Linked DNA regions of Bicyclus anynana: region 1 is linked to region 2. Evidence: chromatin contacts called from public Hi-C data. All regions are on one chromosome and are shown on one strand. The core of a region is the stretch at or near the end of the contact, and the rest is flanking DNA. Distances in the headings are between cores, read along the strand shown. Region 1 overlaps LOC112046693 (spectrin beta chain). Region 2 overlaps LOC112046693 (spectrin beta chain).

Evidence for each region. A called contact is a pair of places that touch in the nucleus more often than the background predicts.
Region 1: a Hi-C map of whole body shows a contact between it and region 2, with 2.1 times the contacts expected there. The contact joins two enhancer-like sites. A contact is called at or near these places in 2 of 2 Hi-C or Micro-C datasets (whole body and whole larva).

What each region holds. Positions count from the first base shown.
Region 1 is chr16:4,860,826-4,866,900 of ilBicAnyn1.1, forward strand. LOC112046693 (spectrin beta chain) reads left to right here. Exons shown (of 39, transcript XM_052886280.1): 5 at 1-137; 6 at 640-811; 7 at 1,368-1,496; 8 at 1,861-2,073; 9 at 2,460-2,657; 10 at 3,609-3,738; 11 at 4,620-4,769; 12 at 5,518-5,657. Among protein-coding and RNA genes, the nearest start is that of LOC112046683, 35 kb to the right of the region's middle. Within about 2 kb of position 1,961, at least 6 of the 8 cell types and tissues checked have open chromatin away from gene starts, as enhancers often do.
Region 2 is chr16:4,818,876-4,825,743 of ilBicAnyn1.1, forward strand. The region is part of intron 1 of LOC112046693 (spectrin beta chain); the gene reads left to right. Among protein-coding and RNA genes, the nearest start is that of LOC112046693, 4.5 kb to the left of the region's middle. Within about 2 kb of position 4,161, at least 8 of the 8 cell types and tissues checked have open chromatin away from gene starts, as enhancers often do.

The DNA of each region.
Region 1 (6,075 bases), core at 711-3,210, 40 kb after region 2:
CGCCATCATACACAAGCACAGACCAGACCTCATACAGTTTGAGAAGTTGCACAGAAGCAACCAGATACAGAACCTTAATAATGCCTTCAACGTCGCAGAGGAGAAGCTTGGGCTCACTAAGCTTTTGGACGCCGAAGGTATCATATCCTTAATAGTTACCTAATCAATTAGCAAATATTAACGGCCAGTTTCTACATCACAGGTAACAGTCAAAGTAGCGTCATAAATCAAAAGTGACGGTCTTATTCACTGAAAAATAAAGTCTTCTTTACTACTTACTACTTTTACTGTTACTTTAGCTTAACATGAAGAAACTGGCTGTAAGACATTACAATGCATGAGTGAAATGTGGATAGGGAAACTAAGTTTGAGATACTAAGTTATTTCAATGCTAATCTTTGGATATATGCTCCAGGCTATAATAAGCTGGGTTTCCAAACTTCTTTAAATTTTTGGAGTGTAATTTCAAACATTGTCAAAATTATTTATGGCATAATCATGAATTTCCTCGTACAGGTGTTTATATTAAGACAAGTGACAAGTGCCAAGTCTTTAATTTTGTCCAGATAAAATTAGTAAAAAAGTCAGTCAGTTTTTCAGTCAGTGAGTCAGTATCTCAACAGTTCTATGCAATTACAGATATCGCAGTGGAACACCCAGACGAGAAGTCCATCATCACATATGTGGTGACATACTACCACTACTTCAGCAAGATGAAGCAGGAGACAGTCCAAGGCAAGAGGATCGGCAAGGTGGTCGGCATCGCTATGGAGAATGAGAAGATGATGCATGAATATGAGACTCTCACCAGGTAAGGGTTTTGGTGTATAATCACGTTTGCCTTACGCAATATGTTAAGAGATTATTTTTCAAAAATTTATTATTGTTTAGTTATGTCAGAAATCAAACAAAAATATTAAAAAAAAAACATATGCATATTCCTTGTTAATTTTTTTTGATGTTGCTATACTATTGATAAAATTCTTGGATTGGTTTTCATTTTCCCACCAGAACTAATAATGATATTTAATTGTTGACATATTACCATAAAGTGAAAAGAAAAATGTAATGTGTCCAAATACTTGGACCTTGCACATGAAATTATGTGGAATAATTCCATGTGGAAAGTTGTTAATCGTTATAATCTCGATAGTTGTTTCAGTTAATGGTCAGTTTTTTAGCAATTTTCAGTTAAAAGCTTCGACCAACATTTTAAGACAGTAATCCTTGAGATGGCATATTAGGAGAAGGTTCTTCACTCAGCTCTAACTGTCAGCTTGTTGAGCGCTCAAAAGTCCCGAAAGTCTAGAAGCAGGTATTTTTTATTATTTTTTATGTATTATTACAGTATTGTATGTTATTTCCAGTGATCTCCTGCAATGGATCGAGCGCACGATCGAAGCTCTGGGCGACAGAACGTTTGCCAACTCTCTGGAGGGCGTGCGCCAACAGCTCATACAGTTCGCTAACTACCGCACCGTCGAGAAGCCTCCCAAGTAAGAGCTGATTATCATTTTATCCATCACTTCTCATAGTGACAAAGCTCGTATAGGAATGTACTGCCTCCTAAAGGACATATTGGCATTGTGTTACCTTATTACCTATTTTTAACAAGCAGCGTTGTTATTTTGGTTTGTATATATATAGCAATAAGCTAATGAGTAGAATGATTGATGTCCATGTTTCTTGCCACATATGATTTGAGAACAGGCATGCGCCACTGCTAGGCAAGCTAGAGCAGGTTTGAATGTGCCAAAATGACTACGTTTGCCGTCATTTTGCTGCAGGCCCATTATAGAACTTTTACTCAATTAAAATACAGTCTGACCTGTGCAATGACATACAACATTTGTTTTACAGATTCGTTGAAAAGGGCAACCTGGAGGTGCTACTGTTCACGCTGCAGTCCCGCATGCGCGCGGCCAACCAGAAGCCCTACACGCCGCGCGAGGGCCGCATGATACACGACATCAACCGCGCCTGGGAGCGCCTGGAAAAGGCCGAGCACGAGCGCGAGCTGGCTCTGCGCGAGGAGCTCATCCGACAGGAGAAGCTGGAACAGCTCGCAGCTAGGTGAGTCACAACCAGTGTCCTGGCTGCTTTTCAGCTCGCAAGTCCCATATACCCTGTTGGAGACTGCGCAGTTTAGTAAGACTTGGACTTTGATGGTATATCGGTCTAGAATATATACGGTCGAATTGAGAAACTTCCTCTTATTTTTAAGGTCGGTTAAATAGCCCGGAATCCTATACGTCGTGCGAAGGCCGTATTTCAACTACGTACGTCAAGCAGTTGTCAGTATTTTGTGATGAGCGAACTATCCCTTGCATAGTCGTATTAGATTTAAGACCAATTGAATGTGAGAAAGAAAAATATATTCATAAAATTTGATATGATTGTCCCTGTATTCCGAAATTTATAAGAAACAACATATTTTATTTGTTTTTTTTTATCAACAGGTTCAACCGCAAAGCGCAAATGCGTGAGACGTGGCTGTCGGAGAACCAGCGGCTGGTGAGCCAGGACAACTTTGGCTTCGACCTGGCGGCCGTGGAGGCGGCGGCGAAGAAGCACGAGGCGATCGAGACTGACATCTTCGCGTACGAGGAGCGAGTGCAAGCTGTCGTTGCTGTCTGCTCGGAGCTTCAGGCCGAACGGTGAGGACTAGGGAACATTGCTATAGCAAAAACATGATTGAACAATGAACAATGTTGTTGTTGACGTTATTACATGAACAACAATCCTTTTTGTTGACATTCTTGGTCCTCGATGTGGACATTGACAGATGAACAGTTCTTGATTAGTATTTTTTGACTATTATCATGACATCAATGTTCTGAAGTTGATGTAATACCAAAAGGTATTACTACGTTATATCGAATACGACATTTACTTCGCTTCATGCAACCTCGCCTCGCCACGCTCAATTTCTGTTTGCGCATCCAATGCGCTCTAGTCATAGAACTTGAAGCGATCCGAGGTTCAAAACGAAGCGTCTCGCTATTCTCCTCGGGTCATTTCGTCCTCGTTAATTACACCTTACATGGGTCGTCATTCCAGCACCTTGGGACTCCAACGTCCATTGACTCTACAAATTATTTGTTCATATATTGCCACTTCAGCTTTGTGACTCATTGAGCTATGTCAGTGACTTTGGTTTCTCTGCAAATCTTCTCATTTCTGATTCAATTATACGGAGATAAGTGTGTTGGTCGACCCCCAGGTGGACTGACGACATCAAGCGAGTCAGATCAGGATCGTGATGTTTGGAAGTTCCTACAAAAGGCCTACTTGTATGTCCTGCAGTGGACGTCCGTCGGCTGATATGATGATGATTGACTTTTATCTCATAACATAGGTAATCAGAGCCATGATAGCCCAGTAGATATGACTTCTTCTTCCGATTCCGGAGGGTGTGGGTTCGTGGGCCAGCGTGGTGGACTATTGGCCTAACACCTCTCATTCTGAGAGGAGACTCAAGCTCAGCATTAAGTCGAATGTGGTTTGATAATGATGATGATATCAAACATTACTTTCTTGTGATTGTAAATAATACAAGTTACATTAAATGATACACCCATTTCATAGTATACTCATTGTTGTAACAGTTACCACGACATGGAGCGAGTGTGCGCCCGTCGCGACAACGTCCTTCGGCTGTGGGCGTACCTGCTGGAGCTGTTGCGAGCGAGACGCGCGCGCCTCGAGCTGTCGCTACATCTGCAACAGAACTTCCAGGTGTGTGTTCTTCTTCTTCTTCGTACCTGGGCCTTTTTCGCACTTGGCCACTATGTTCTCAGCAGCACCAATAATGCTCTGGTAGCAGGCATGACAACTGGAGATTGTCTGCTCAATAGACACCTGAAGTTAATTAAAATCAAAAAAGATCCATTATATCCAGGTTGTGGAGAGGAGACAAGCTATCACTTCATAGCTGAGTGCTGAAAGATGGGAGTTGCTGAAAATGAAGCAGACCTGAGGAATCTCACCATAAGGGATATTGTTAGGTTCACATAGACTATAGGAAGGTTTTAGGGGGCAAGAATATTGAAACACCAGTGAATGTATGTCTCTTACCACCAGTGGAACTATCTCTAGTTAGAACTGATCACTTGTCCGGGTCTGGTTTTTGGTGTTGATCCCAGGTGTTTGTTAATGGAGCATACCACGACATGGCACAAGAGCGATTTAAACCGAATTTCTCCTCATTCTCATCGTGAAGAAACCTGCTTAACAGAATTTTCTAAATTCTTCTCTGTATGTGATGTCTTCTATTAGCCTAACCGCTCTCATTCTCAAAAAGAAACTCCTGCTCAACAGTGAGCCGATTACGTACAACTACCAACCCTGTTGACCAAGTGCGGAAAAGGCCCAGGAAAGTAGATAGATAGTGAGCCGAATATGGATTGATGATGATTGAGTTGTGACACTGTGACGTCACCCAAAGTGCACCAAAATGGGGAACCTAAGATGCGTAATATTCCGTGAAGACCTTAGGTGCGTGCTTAGGCCAAGCCAACATTCAGCCTGAAAGAACTTCTTTTAGTCAGACTGCAGGCAGACACAAAAAAAAAACTTTTATTAGCATTTAGTTTAACAGTATTTTTTATTGTTCCCAGGAAATGCTGTACATCCTGGATTCGATGGAGGAGATCAAGATGCGTCTACTGACAGACGACTACGGCAAACATCTGATGGGCGTCGAAGACCTGTTGCAGAAGCATGCTCTGGTTGAAGCCGACATCAATGTGTTGGGAGAGCGCGTCAAGGTAAGAGACTCAGATATTGACTTATCTAACTGTAGCCTTGTTGATCCAGATAGGTTCAACTGTATTTTAAGCCAGATTTCAAGTTGGGCTATGAAAATATATTGCAGTTTAAAAAATTCTAGTCCACCTACTCTACTCTAGCTAACCCCATGTCATTTGTTCATCAAGTATCCCTAGATGGACCAATGACATGGGGTTTGCAGGGACCTGCTGGCTGCTGGCAGCTAAAGCCTGTTGTGTTTGGAAGTCCATGCAAGAAGCTTCTTCAGCTGTGGATTGACGCGCTAATGATGATGATGATGAAAAAAATCTTGCTGTCTAGAGTTGAACACCATGTGTCGAGCTTGTTGAGCCGTCGGTCCCAGTAGTTATCATTACCATCAAACAGCATGGTCTAAAATGGTCACTCTAAATCTGGCAACTGATGCTCATGGGGCAACGTGGTTGTTCTGAACTCCAAATCTCTCCTCTTAAGCCGATAAAAACGATAAAACGTTTTGTTGTTTTCATACTATGGAAGTTTGCACTACTGTGCAGTTTGTTTGTACAGTTTTATCAATGCCGTGTGGGCCGGGCATTATAGGTACAATAGGAAACAGAACCATCAACTTTTATCATCTTCTTGAAAGTAAGATAATTCAATTATAATAAAAACAGTAATCAGTGTTTCTGATCCTGGGAAGGTATACCTCGAGTTACTGTCAGGGGTTTTGTATTTTTTTTAAACTAACTCACCGTCTGGTTTTAGGTGGTCGTGGGCCATTCGCAGCGATTCTTGGAGCAGGAAGAGGGCGGCTACCGGCCGTGCGACCCCGCCATCACCGTGGAACGTATCCAGCAGCTCGAGAACGCTTACGCCGAACTGGTGCACCTTGCTGTCGAGCGCAGGTCATTTTTTTTTTACTGTTATTCTCTACAATGTTAGCTCTTGACTACAATCTCACCTCATGGTAAGTGATGATGCAATCTAAGTTGGAAGCGGGCTTATTCACTAGGAGTAGGATGAAAATCCACATACCATTGGTTAAAACTCACGCGATGCAACGTCGGAGTATGCTCGACTAGTTTAGAGGCAACTTTAACTACAACCGCAGTGAAATAATTACTTTACTTGTATATATGATTTGTAACCATAACCGTAATTAATTAACGCTTGAGCTCCATTGTGACTCGATTTGAACTGTCAGATTTATTTGAAATCTTTTTGACTTTCAGAGGATAGATGAAAGTACATTAATTTAAAATTAAAAGGTAAAGTTAGCCAAAGCAGCACTTGGTCGGTTACAGAAAAAGTTCTTTGGCTTGT
Region 2 (6,868 bases), core at 2,911-5,410:
TGATTCTATAAACCACTGGACCAACAAGACTTTTAGAGTTGGAAAGCAGAGACTGTAATACACATTTTTATAATTATATAATACAACAAATAGAGACATTTTGTTTCAAAGTACAACTTTATCTAAAACTTAGTATTGTTTACTTCATACACAACAAATAATCTACCACACCCAATCTACTTGTGTTATCATATAAAATCATTAATGTTATACGCCTATTGCCTACACATAATGGCTATGATATTTTACAAATGAAAGGAAATCCATCATATTTAAATATTACATCTTTAGCTTTGCCTCAATAACCTGTTTGTTCTAAAGAGGTTTTAGTTTTGATGGTCTTGCTGCCATAGTACCTGTGGCACACAACAGTATATCAGTTACTGGTAGAATGTACGGCTGCTTTAGTAGGATCATACTAGGCTAATCAAATTTTATCAAATTTGATTAGCCTAGTATGAAAGGCAGGGAGAACAACACGAGCAGAGAACGGGGAGTGTTGATCGATCATCAAGGAATACCTTAACCCTACATCCTGTAGTTACAAGTTCAGGACTCTGCTTGGAGTTTTTCTCTCTACGATGCGATGTACCTGACGCACCCGCACGGTGAATCCATGGAATGCTAAGACATTCATCTCAGATTGGATATCTATAGAGGAGAGCTCAGCTTTCATTTCCATTAATATTGTAATGAAAGATAATGGGCAATAGGAGCACCCGCTCATCAAAAGAAAAAATTATTAGCTTATATTAGAGAGTGTACCAGACTCAATTATCCATAACTGAAATGGGTTGTGGAGGACAGGAAGAGGACTGCCAAACTCTGTTATGTTGATGGCACTGAGTGATTATGATGTAATTGGCTGGAAAGGGAAAACAACACAAGTTGAGAAAGGCTGGTTGTCTACAATCATCCCTGATGGAAAGCAAATATTTTTTATAAAACTGTTAATTTTACAGAAAAACTGCAAAAGACATTTTTAGTACATAATTTAACAAGGAACAATTTTTATAATGACCTCTATTGACTTGTAAGCAATGGCCACGAAATATTTGCAAAAAACTGATTTTCGTGACCTTTTGAGGTTTGTTTTTTTTGCCAGCACAATATCAATGTTGATTTTTCACATCTTCTACGACGTCTTTCACGTCTGTTTCTATTTCTTCCACCTGTCGCCCCGACCCCTGGCTGTTTAGTCTCCTTGCCGGGGTGAAGGAGGCAGAGGATTCACATATGTATTTAATTATTCATGTAGCATATATTTATGTAAGTTTATTTTCCTTTTGGTTTTAATTATACAATTATTTTGCACTGGACGTGAAAGTTAATAATAAAACTATATAAATCAATAACATAGATTCATTTAATTATCAGCCTATTTTAACGGCCTACTACATGGACAGGCCTCCTACCTTATAGGACAGGAATCAACAACTTAAACTTCACTCTGTGACATGGGGTGTAACACCACCAAACTTTGGGCTGAGATTTTTACTGAAAATCTCAGTATCCATGACTTAACCCAGGATTTGAACCTAGGACCTTGTGATCCGAAACCACATAGGCTCACAACTTGACCAATGAGGCAGTTGGTAATATCAGATTACCTAATTGATATTAATTTATTTATTGGTAAATGGAAGTGTGCTTAGCTACACTAATTAATGGATAATTTACTAGTGGTTATCAGCTAGCCTACAGCCAATGTTCTGTGACTATCTGGTTGCTGTGTGTGTGTGTATTCCACCACAGAGGAAACAGGTTATTAGAACTTTGATCTCATTGGTGCATTTGTTTGTTTGTTTGATGTGATTGGAAGCCTCAAAGTTTGGTTTCCAGTAAAAAAACCCAGAAAACCATAGGTGTTATACCTATATATATAGATCAATGGTTACACCATAATTAACAAACAAACATTACCATTTGTTATGGGCTTAGATTTTTAAGTAGTAATAAAATATCCACTCCCTCAAATTTTCAACTCATTATTATTAGTAAGATTAGGTAGGAATGACTTTGAATCAACATAAAAAATTGTCAAAACTTGTTAATCAATTACATTTTAATTAGTTTCTATTTTTGAGACATTTGTCAGTGTTTGATTAGTCATCACGCTGATGCAGCAGATGGCCGATCAGATTGGTGTAAACATTTCAAGGCCTCTGCATAATGCATACAGCATAAAGGCATTGTGGAATGAATAATTAATTAAGTGTGATATTTATATATGAAACAAGTTTCTATTGATGCACAGTTATATTGTGATCATGTATCTATGATGTATCTTAAATCATTTAATGTATCTTCACAATGGTCTAAGATTTTTTATATTGTATATACCTACTCTAATATCATAAAACTTTAATTAAATATGAAATTAAAAACAACATCATAATGACAGATTCCTCTCATGCACACTTTTGTGTCAAGTGTGAGTCTATATTGTGCATAAAATTAATTTTGACACAACACAATTTTCCAATTTTATTGAGTTCCAAACTGGTGGTAGAATCTAACAAATAATCATGACATTTCAAACATGCCTGAAAACTAAAATACTTAAATATATAAAACACAAATACATTTTGGGTTTGAATTTTGAATTGTGATTATGTGAAGGAGACAGAAATTTAGTGATCAATTTGTGATCAATATAGAGAAAATCAACCCATTCCAAATTGCGTCATCAACCCATATTCGGCTCACTGCTGAGCTCGAGTCTCCACTCAGAATGAGAAGGCTTAGGCCAATAGTCCACCACGCTGGCCCAATGCGGATTGGCAGACTTCACACACGCAGAGAATTAAGATAATTCTCTGGTATGCAGGTTTCCTCACGATGTTTTCCTTCACCGATTGAGACACGTGATATTTAATTTCTTAAAATGCACACAACTGAAAAGTTGGAGGTGCATGCCCCGGACCGGATTCGAACCCACACCCTCCGGAATCGGAGGCAGAGGTCATATCCACTGGGCTATCACGGCTCGGCTCGTGTCATTCCAAATTAACTGGATAAAATAAAAGATGTAGTAGATTACTTTAACAGTTAATTAAAATCTACAATTTGTTATAATATAACACAATAAAAACATAGGCTTATTTGTGTATTCTTCAGTAAGTATTACTTCAGTAAAATTATAATTTTACTGAAAATTTATCAAACTTGAAATTATGATTTAACTCAGGACACTGTAAAACACATAATATTTTACTAAAAAAACTTATAATGTTTAAAAATCACGCCATTAATTGGCCAGGGGTGCAGTGGGTAGGGTTGTCAACCATAGGTCCTATAATGTTCAGTATTATGTGTACATTGTACTGTATTTCAGGTCTGTGTGCTGTCTGTAGCGAAATCTAACACACTGTTCTTAATTTTGCATTGACCTATGAAATCAATGGTAAAAGAATCAAAGTTAAAAAATTCTTATAACATACCCCATGTAAGAACTGTAAAGAAAAAGGAATTTAAAGCTTTTTTTTGTTAAATTTAGTTAAATTCTTAATTTGTTGTGAAAAATATACAGGGTGTCACCTAAATATTACGACATACTTTACAGGGAGATAGCTGACATCTAGGCCTACTAAAATAACAGAATATATGTTAGCCGAAATTTTATGGTTTTTAAGTTATATTGGTTTTTGAACAAAATATAAAAATCCCTACTTTTAATACAGTTTAGTCATACCATGTGCTGAAAAATTACTGAAGCGTTAATTTTATGCTTGGTAATTATTTTTAAATAGTTGTTTCACCCAATGAAACTTTAGTTTTTTCTTCTACAAAGTGTATACTATTACAAAGTATGTCATACTATTTACGGGTAACCCTGTATAAAGATTATAGTCCAGGAATCAGAAGTACAGAAAATTGGCTATTTTTGGTTTGTCGTGTATTCGCGTGCACTTTATATGTAGATGCAATAATACCCGTACCCTGAGGACCGGACAGGAGATGGAATGTTCAATTTTATTCAACTTGTGCGTCTAATGCCTATTCTAGTTAAGAACCCTGTGCACCCCACTGAGCACCTCAAACGTTTCCCGTTGAATGCAATGTTGGCAACCCTAGCAGCGGGGTGGCAATACAGCGGGAGGGGCGTGCCGCGTGCGTGCTAGGGACATGCGGACCGCCGGCGCCAGGAGTTCCCGATCGATAGTGCGGCTCGCGGCTCACTCCGACTAAACTGTGTCGCGACACGCTCGTGCGTCGGCCGCGTACTGTCGTGTGTTGGACGCATTCCATACATTATATACATAGTGCAGTGTACATTTTATCGGATTGGATATGAGATAGTCGTCGATTTTTCCTCAGGTACGTAGATCAATTTGTTCTGTGAAAGATTAAATGGGGAAGTCCCTGGAAATTCCCTATGAAGATCAATAATCGCGAAAAAAAATTCATGATGTCATGAACTACACAGTGAATTGAAAGTGTGTATACGAATGAAAGCGTGAATTATTTTTTACCGACTTCAAAAAAAGAGGTTTATCAATTCGTCGGAATCTTTTTACTACTTTTGAAAATCAATAATCGCAAATGAATGATCTGAAATGACATGAATAATGTAAATTATGAAGTGTGTAGGTGTAATGTATGAACTGTAGAAGTAGAACCATTTATCTGAAGCCCCTTAAAATTCCTACTAAAGATCAATAATTCAAGAAATGATTCATGATGTCATGAAGTTCACTGTAAATTGGGATGTGTGTAGGCGTGTTAATGTTTTTAAATTGGACACGTTTAATATGACCAAGCGTCTAAGACTTTACAGTTTTGGCTAGTATCAAGTGATCTTCATAAATAAAATGCCCTAATCCTATAATGGGGTATGAGTTTTCATCCTATTATCTTTACATGGGAGTTTCCGCATTACTTGTCAATTTAATTTGCTCGCTGTCTCTTTTTTTCCACGCCCCTAAATGACCTAGAAAGGCATAGGTATTAAAGAGCAGGCGCGGTCCTGGTTCTAGCTCCAGACTGACAAATTAGTCTGGAAATGGATCCTACTTTTTTGGGTCACAGTCTTTTATAACACTGTGAACACCGCTCTGAATATTTGTCTCATTAAAAGGTCAATTAGGATGATCTTATGTGTGTATAGTCTGTTTTTTTCTGCTTGTCTGTCACAAGTCACAATTGATTACGATGTTTTACACTTTTATGAACACTTGTCAGTGTTAATAAGTGCTAAGAGAAATGTTTTGTTATTGATAAAAATCCATTTTCTAAAGATTTTTTTATGAGTAACTTCTGTTTTAATGTGTCGTCTTTCCTTCTTCCCTAATTTAACGTCTAGAAAGGGAAAGGGGAGTGGATTTTCATCCTCCTTCTAACAAGTTAACCCGCTTCCATTTTAGATTGCATTATTACTTACCATCAGGTGAGATTGTAGTCAAGGGCTAAATTGTAAATAATAAAAAAAACTACTACCTAATGCTGATAAATCAGTTTCTTATATAATAGTGGTGAGACTCACATATTTGCTTATCTAGTAAAAGGTATTTTGCTTAACGTACTTGTACACGAATTATTTATATGTATCTTTATCAGCAGTCAATATTTCTGTTACATTATCATTACTTCGTCGTCGTCAACCCATATTCGGCTCACTGCTGAGCTCCTCTCCTCTCAGAATGAGAGGGTTTAGGCCCATAGTCCACCACGCTGGTCCAATGCGGATTGGCAGACTTCACAGCAGAGAATTAAGATAATTCTCTGGTATGCAGGTTTCCTCACGATGTTTTCCTTCACCGATTGAGACACGTGATATTTAATTTCTTAAAATGCACACAACTGAAAAGTTGGAGGTGCTTGCCCCGGACCGGATTCGAATCCACACTCTCCGGAATCGGAAGGATAGGTCATATCCACTGGGCTATCTATCACAGCTCTTATCATTACTTGCTTTGTTATATTTATACATACTTAATTCGTCAAAAATACAAGATAACGTACCTAACCAGTTTCATTATGTAAGTGTTCTAATGATTTAGGCTTTAATGACTCCTTAATTGTTTGTCCAATTAAAATCAATTTCGATGATTGTAACATACTTTTTAACGTACATATTACGGACTGGCCACCGCCCCGCGTAGTTCCCGTTCACGTGAAAATACGGGAATAAAATATAGCATATGACACTCACAAATAACGTGGTTCTCTAGTGGTAAAAAAATTTTCGAAATCAGTCTTCTAGAGGTAACATAATTTTCAAAATCGGTTAAGTAATCCAGAGATTACCAGGTGCAATAAATACCACAAACTTTACCTCTTTACAATACTACTAAAAAAGTACAGAATGATGATATTATTAAATATTAAAAAAACGTACTTCTCAGGACGCTCGACACAAGTAATAACTTAAACCTGTTGCCGTATGCGTGAGAGAATGGGAAGCCAGACAGAGTGGCCCCGTAACGCGTTACGTTACCCTTCAGTTAAACATTCGAAACACTGTAGATCTAGAGATTACCTACCCTCTACAACACTAAAAACTTTACCTCTATACAGGGTGATTCGGTCTTTAGTGCGGATATTTTTTTTCGTGGTTCTGTATCATTAATAGAATATAAATCTACAAACAGTTCGATACATTTTATGTAATTTTTTTTTTAATTTATGTCTCTAAAATAACAAAATAATGTACATATTATTACTAAACAAGATATATTCAGCTTAAAAGTGATCTGGTGACGTCCTTCAGGTATCAAACGAAAATAAAATAAACGCACAATAGGGTGACCCTAAAATTCTGTTCAAAAGTAAATAACTTTAGCTAACGATAATTTTGTTATTTTTGAGTTAAAAAAAAAAAGAAAAAATACGTGATCATTAAATTTTGTTTATGTACAAAATATAA